Linked DNA regions of Mus musculus: region 1 is linked to region 2. Evidence: chromatin contacts called from public HiChIP or PLAC-seq data. All regions are on one chromosome and are shown on one strand. Each heading gives the region's core, a stretch centred on a gene start, on an enhancer-like site or on the middle of the called end of the contact. The rest is flanking DNA. Distances are from core to core; before and after follow the strand shown.

Evidence for each region. HiChIP or PLAC-seq counts read pairs in DNA pulled down with a chosen protein or histone mark.
Region 1: a CTCF HiChIP or PLAC-seq map of the NIH/3T3 cell line shows a contact between it and region 2, with 11 read pairs. The contact joins the enhancer-like site here to the promoter of S1pr1 in region 2. A contact is called at or near these places in 9 of 39 promoter capture datasets (the 3T3-L1 cell line, the C10 cell line, the HPC-7 cell line and 5 more), 2 of 15 datasets of contacts at CTCF or cohesin (the NIH/3T3 cell line and large pre-B cells), 5 of 484 Hi-C or Micro-C datasets (CD4 single positive thymocytes, embryonic fibroblasts, myocytes and 1 more), 18 of 115 datasets of contacts at active chromatin or transcription factors (CD8 T cells, the NIH/3T3 cell line, cardiomyocytes and 15 more) and 2 of 9 other capture datasets (adipose tissue and liver).

Annotation. Positions count from the first base shown.
Region 1 is chr3:115,948,173-115,951,711 of GRCm38.p6, reverse strand. All of the region lies in intron 10 of Slc30a7 (solute carrier family 30 (zinc transporter), member 7), which reads left to right. Among named protein-coding and RNA genes, the nearest start is that of Mir669n, 30 kb to the left of the region's middle. Within about 2 kb of position 1,646, at least 45 of the 459 cell types and tissues checked have an H3K27ac peak or open chromatin away from gene starts, as enhancers often do. A contact at or near this core is called in the NIH/3T3 cell line, embryonic fibroblasts, neural progenitor cells and 1 more, where this site is marked.
Region 2 is chr3:115,713,383-115,716,605 of GRCm38.p6, reverse strand. S1pr1 (sphingosine-1-phosphate receptor 1) reads left to right here and starts at 1,551. Exons shown (of 2, transcript NM_007901.5): 1 at 1,551-1,897.

The sequences.
Region 1 (3,539 bases), core at 397-2,896, 240 kb before region 2:
GTTTGAAGAAAAAAGTCTTAAATATATTCAGAGATCTAGAATATGCCTGGGGTTCATTATGCTACTTGGTTACCCAGAGCACAGAAGACAGCCAGACCTCCTCCACACTCTCTCCTGGCGGAGCCCTCCTTCATTTCCCTGTCCCTGCTCTCTCTCCCCATGGTGCCTGCTAAGTCCTAAGCCCCCAGCATCCTGAGCCCCTGGCTTCCTGCTTCTGCCTTTTGTGCTCTGTTCTCTGACCTCAAAATAGAAGTGAGCAGTTATATCCAGGAAGGAATTAAAAAGCCTCCTCCCAAACACAAGTCAGAGTCTCTAAGTTACAGAAGCCTCCGCCTCCTCCAGCCTCCTGTGTTCAGAAGCCTCCCTCTGACTGACCAGTGGCTCATTCAGGCCTGTGTTGTCTGCTTGAAGGATACACACAGAAGAAAGGGTCATCTCCCCTTCTCTGACTTCGTTTCTGGTTTTCTACCCTTGCCAACTTGTTTTTAACCTTTTTGTAATGGGCTTTAGTGTTCACTGAGTATTGATGTTGCTTGCCTGCTCGGCAGACACTTTCTTGGCCATCTTTCTCTTATTTTACTTTGTCGTATGTACCTAACGTTCAGGAGGCTGATTGACAGCCCTGGGTCTTCTGCACCCCTAGGTTTGTGTTGCACATTACACTGTAGAGTGCCAGTGCTCGTTGACTCCTTGGTGGTGGTGACAGGGCTTGCAGCAGCAGCAGCAGCAATGCTGGTGCCTCCTGACAGTGACAGGTACTGCGACAGGAATTAATGGATCAGTTACCACAGGGTGGGTTCTAAGAAAGAAACCAGATCTGTTTTCTTTCCTTTTATTATTATTATTTTTTGTTTTTGATGGTGGTGGTCTGGGGATGCTAAGTAAACACTGAACTGTATCCTCAGTTCTTGGTTTTTCCCACTGTCTCACTAGGTAGCCCAGGCTAGCCTTGAAGTTGTTCTGTAGCTAGGGCAGCTTCAAAGCTGCAATCCTCCTGCCCCTGCTTCTGCTTCTGCTTCTGCTTCTGGAGCACTGAGATAACAGGGGCGCCATGATAACCTGGTATATTGTTATTCTTGACTTATAATTCAGTCATGGTTAGTTACATTTCATTAATTCTGTAGTCTCTTTCATGGAAAAGTAAGATGGTTTTACATGACTTCATTCAACATTTTAAAAAATGTTTGTGTGTGTGGGTGTTTTGCCTGCATGTATGTCTGTGCACCATATGTGTGCCTGGTGTCAGCAGAGGCCACAAGAAGGCCTCTGGAACTGGAGTTACAGATAGTTGTGAGCTGCCATGTGGATGCTAATTGAACATGACTCCTCTGGTGCTCATGATCTCTGGGCCATCTCTCTAGCCCCTCCTTTGCATTCTAAAGTGATAAAGATTAACACGTTCCATCAAAAAATGTCAAACAAAAACATGTATGGCTTTGGCCCATAGAAAATACAAGTAAAACAACAATTTCTATAGTCATGTTCCTGACTGTTTTCTAACTGTAACTTCTTTACACAACAATGAGTATTGCGTGGTGATAGCCCAAGCCTGCAGTACCAGGCTAATTTTGGGGTGGAGGCAGGGCCAGTGAACTTAGAAGGGTTTAAATAACTAATTACCTTTCCCGTTCAAGAAGCTGTGGACTACTGACGCGGTAGACTTCTGGGATAGCTGCCATGCTTGCCTGTGACTCAACTCTAGATTCTTTGTATCAGGGACTAGGTTGCTTGCCAGAAGATTTCTTGGAAATTTGGCTTTCTCTTTACTTTGAAGGAAATTGAAATGAACACTAGGATTTGGAGAACCAAGCTGCCCATCTCTACTGGGACAGGTGGATATAGCAAATGACTTCTCACATGGCTTCTTTATCTTTGCTGTTGGATGGAGCTTTGGCGGAAAGCTGCTATCCCCAGGAGGGACTGATACCAGTTTGAGTAATTAACTCATGATTATGCAAAGATAATTTATCTAGCCCCTTTGTTTCTCTCTTTCCTTCTCATCGCCTTGGGCTACTCATTCCTTATTACTGTGTTCCCCACATTATGTTAGCACTGGGGTAAGGAAAATGGCAGGCAATAAAAGGAGCCCAACTGTTTGTCCATTTAACTTGCATTAGCAATTTTGTTTAAAAAGAAAAGATATTGTACAATATGTTTGTGGAATATTTTTTATTTTCCATTAAGATTACATGGATAAGAATTTTTCAGAATAGTTAATTCCTCAGTCATTTCAGGGCCATCTGGACTGAGTTAATCAAATCATATACAGGTAATAAATCAGAATAATTTATAGTAACAGCCTTTGTAGTGTGTGAATTTTTTTCTCATACAGTCACACAGGATCTCGACAACAGTGCCTACTCTTGTTAAATATTAGATAATACAAACAAAACTCCTGCAAACTGATAGGGCTGAGTTAATCAACACTGCTTCACAGTGAGGAAACCTCAGCTTTGGTTTTAATGTATAGGAAAAGATACAATAAATATCTATAAATAAATGCTATGTTCTTCTCCAGAGTCTGTCAGCCAAAGTAGTAACCAGTTCAGGTTTCTGTAAGTTAAGTAACAAATGTTGTAGCTTGTTGTAGGAAGGCTATTGGGGGAGAGGCAAAAGGCTGGTTTGTTTTTTGTTTTTTGGGTTTTTGTTTGTTTGTTTTGGTTTTTTTTGTCCTGACAACCTAGGCTGTCTCCTGTCCTAAAGCTAGCTAAATCCTAAAACTATCTCGTACATCCATCAGTATTGCACAGAACCCTGCCCCCTGAGTTCCAGAAAAAAATAATCCATAATAGAAATGGGTGTTTTGAGGAGCCCAACAACTGCTATTATACGGTCATATTGAAACCTCTTGTCCGCCACTGAGCGTCTCTCCTTGTAAAGTATTGGCAAGAGCAATCTTGTTTGGTTTTTTTTTCCTCTCCCCCTCTTATTTCTAGTTAAAAGTAGTTTTTGGTTGAAAGAAAGAAATTATTAGGATTTTAGTTCATTCAGTAATATCTATTGACCATGTGCTGTGTGTCAGATATTACTGAAGGTTCTGGGCGTCTGGAATGTAAAAGAAGACAGATATATTTCTCTTGGAGAGATTACATTATAGTAGAAGAACATAAATAATGATCACATTGAATCAGTAATCTTTATGATGTGAAGGGACAGTGTACAGTGTAGGTGCTTCCAGAGTATAGCGCTCATACGCTGACTTGACAGTGTGCAGGTGTTTGGATAAGAGTGACAGAGGAGAAGGCTGGGGTGTCTGAGAAATCTACCTCCTCTTAAGCAGTCTGCCTGTGTTTCCTCTATGCTCTCACCATCCGACATTCTCTTCTTCATTACCTCTTCCTCTCCCGGCCCCTGATAGAATATGAACTCTGAAAACAAGGCAGTTTCCTAAAATGTCTTCTTCCCTGTCTTTTGTATTCTTAGGTGAGAGACTATTGCTTGGAAAACAGTAAATGCAAAAATAAATATTGTCGGATTAAGATGTGAATGAATTGTATAATGGCTGTCCTCAGCCCTGATATCTGGATGAAGTGTGACAG
Region 2 (3,223 bases), core at 302-2,801:
AGCATTTGAGCAGACAGGCAAGACAACTTAAATTTGGTGACCCATCTCTGCCACATACTACCTGGACAATCTACAGGTCTCTCAGGGCTGAGGGATTGCTCATGGGTAGAACGGCCCATGCTACTCCATTGCTTCATGGGACAGTGGCCATCACATCTTGGGACAACAAAGTGCACAGTTCCCCTTTAAAGACCTCATAAATTGTTAGTGGGAGAAGGGGAAGCTAACTCCTTGCCTCTGCAGCACTGCGATAGACAGAAGTTATCTCCTCTTTCAAATGAAACCAGTCTCAAACTCTGTCTTTTCTGGAGGAGACTGGACGGCTGTTATCTTGGTTTCCATATTGTTTTGCAAGATCTGTAGTTTGTGGGTAGGTAAGGTAGGAAACTGTCAATGAGTGCTTCTAGGCAAATATGAATTAACAGCTACTTTTTTTTTTTTTTTGCAAGCTCATAAAATCCCAGAAGGTAGGGGTCTGTTGTTTGTTTCTTCTGTCTCTCTTGAGTCATTCAGGTACAGGGTGTGTCTGTTAATTGAAACTGCACAGCAGAGGAAGTTTTGTGATCACATCTGCTCAGGGTGGGAAGGCAGTGAGAACAGGGGACTTGGGTGGAACCACTTTTTAACAGAAGGACAGACAGACAAGGCATAAAGGCCTCCATCTGCTACTCAGACAAATCTGACCAAGGCCTCTTCAGCCTCAATCTAGCATTATCTAACAGTAGAAAAATGTGGACAAGGTGCAATTCCTTAGATTTGGGGATCTCTTAGTTATCTCTACGTAGACAGGGAGAGAAGAGGGGTCCAGCTTTAGGCAGGGGGCTGTAGGCACTGGCCAGTGAAAGGACAGGCAACCTCTTTCCCCTGTGGACATTCCTGAACTGCTGCTGGATTGTTTAAATCTCTGAGGCCAGGGCAGCAGCCCACCTCCTCAAAGGCCTCTGAGCTTCCCAGAATCTGGGGCACACCGCCTGGCTTTGCGGTCAGCTGAGAGAGGGGAACCCCCGGTCCAACATCAAGCACAGCACTGGCCCACTTCACCGTGCACCCGGGGAAAGCCACTTTCTGCCCACCAGACCGCAAGTTTCAAGGCTTCACCAGGATCGGAGTGGAGGGGGTGGAGGAAGAGGAGGTGGAGGACAGAAGCTTTTCAGTACTTCGGGGCTGCTCTCCTCCGACCTTCTCAGGATCCCCTCTCTGCGGCGTGGCTGCGGCTCTCCGGGCAGTGGCTCGGGTTTCCCCTGACCGCGTGGAAGTGGCCCCCAGGGCACCGGACCACTCGGGCTACACGGATCCTCAGGGCTGTGGGGTCTGGGACCAGAAAGCTCCTCTACCAAGTGCAGGCTTGTCCTCTGTCCTCTAAGATTTTTAACGAAGAAAAGTTTTCCCAGGGATCCCCATGCCTAGTTTCAGAGTCCGTCCCGCGCTGGGGACTGCGGGAAGCTGTGTGAATTAGAATTTAGGAGCTGCCAGGCTCCGCCCCTTCTCTTCCCTTCTCTCTGCTGGTTGGGGCGGAGGGGCTCCTATTCATTTGGTTTTATTTTAGTCACTCTGCCCCAGATCTTTCTGGGAGGCTGCTTCTTAGCAGCCCAGACCCTGAGGGGCCCCCTGCCGCTGGCAGAGGGCGGAGGAGTTAAAAGCATTAACCCCTCCCAGTCCCTTCCTAGAGGAGCCACCCAGCCTCGGCGGGGCGCTCAGAGACTTCGTCTTGCAAAAGTGGTGCGGGCAGCGCAGGCAGGGCTGGCCATTGGAGTGCACCGCTGAGGAGGGAGGGGACCCCAGCTCAGGGAACTTTGCGAGTGAGCTGGTCGCCGTCAGTCGCCGACAGCAGCAAGATGCGGATCGCGCGGTGTAGACCCAGAGTCCTGCGGACGCAGCTTCGTCCGGCTTGAGCGAGGTAGGGGGTTGTGAGCCTCGCAGGCTCCGGCTATGGGGCGTCCAGGTGTCAAGAACGAACCTTTAAACACAAACGAAACAAACAAAAACTTTGAGAAAAAACAAAGCAAAACGAACCCGGGCATCACCAAGATGCTATGGAGTCCTTCTTGACTGACTTCTTCTTGGGGCACGGAGTTTATGAAGTTAGAAAAAAAAAAAGATTAATTTCCAAATTATAGAAACGACTGGGGGAGGGCATGCTAGAGAAGCTGTGATTCATTAGAACGGAGAAAAGGGAAGACGCTTATTATTATTATTTTTTTTTTTTTGAAATCCTGTAGACAAAATTATCAGGCACCACGCCAATAATTTCCATTGCCTGAGAATGGACTGTAGCGATAAGAGTGGAGAAATGTTGAGTTTCGTAAGCTTTTGTCACAGAAATGACTACAATGTCTCTAGGGTCCCCTCCCCCCTCATTTGTTATAGAGTTGATCAATTACTGTGCAGACTTTAGAGTACTTATTTAGTGCTGTGTGTCCAACTTAAGTAGTGCTGTGTGCCCTTTAGGGATTGCTAGTTCTGTTGAGAGGAGGCAATGTTGGGGGTGTGGGGAGCGGAGGAAGTTAAAAGTGCCCATGCAAACTTAGCAGTATGTGTTTCTGGAAATTAATGTACCTGAAGTTAAAACAAAGTGGCGTGCTTCGTTATCGCTAGCAGGGTGACTTTCGTGTGTGTGTGTGTGCAAGTAAGCGTTGGCTAAAGTTAAAACTTTCTTAAGCAATCAGTTCATGGAGAAACGTCTAGGATTTGCTGCAATCTCTTAGGAGGGGTTCTCCGTGAATACCTTTAAACGTAATAAATGAACTTGTGGGGCGGTTGGGTGAGGCGGAGGAGTAAAGACAGAAGTTTTAAAAAGAAGAATAGGCAGTTGCTTCACGGAGGCGCCAAGCTTTCCTGTTTACTTCAAGGCCTGGCGGCCCACACCACACCTCGCTTTACCCTCTGACCATCGGACCCTCAGCACACCTGCTCCTAGGGAGTTATTAATAGAGCCCAGAAAACGGCTTACTTGTCAAATGACCTCCTACAAAGCTACTTTTTTTTTGGCATGGTAATGAGAAGGTGGGCTGGTCTCTTCGAGGTGTGTGTGTGTGTGTGTGTGTGTGTGTGTGTTGGGGTATGCATGTCTGCCCTGCACCCAGAATGGGCAGTTGGTGCCTTCTGTGAGCAAGCAGTCGATTTTCGCTTGAAGGAATCTCAGGGCTGGACACTGAACGTGGCAATGCCAGTGGAAATGGCGTGGGCTCGAAAACTAGAATGGGTGGCTCTCATTTCCATCTTG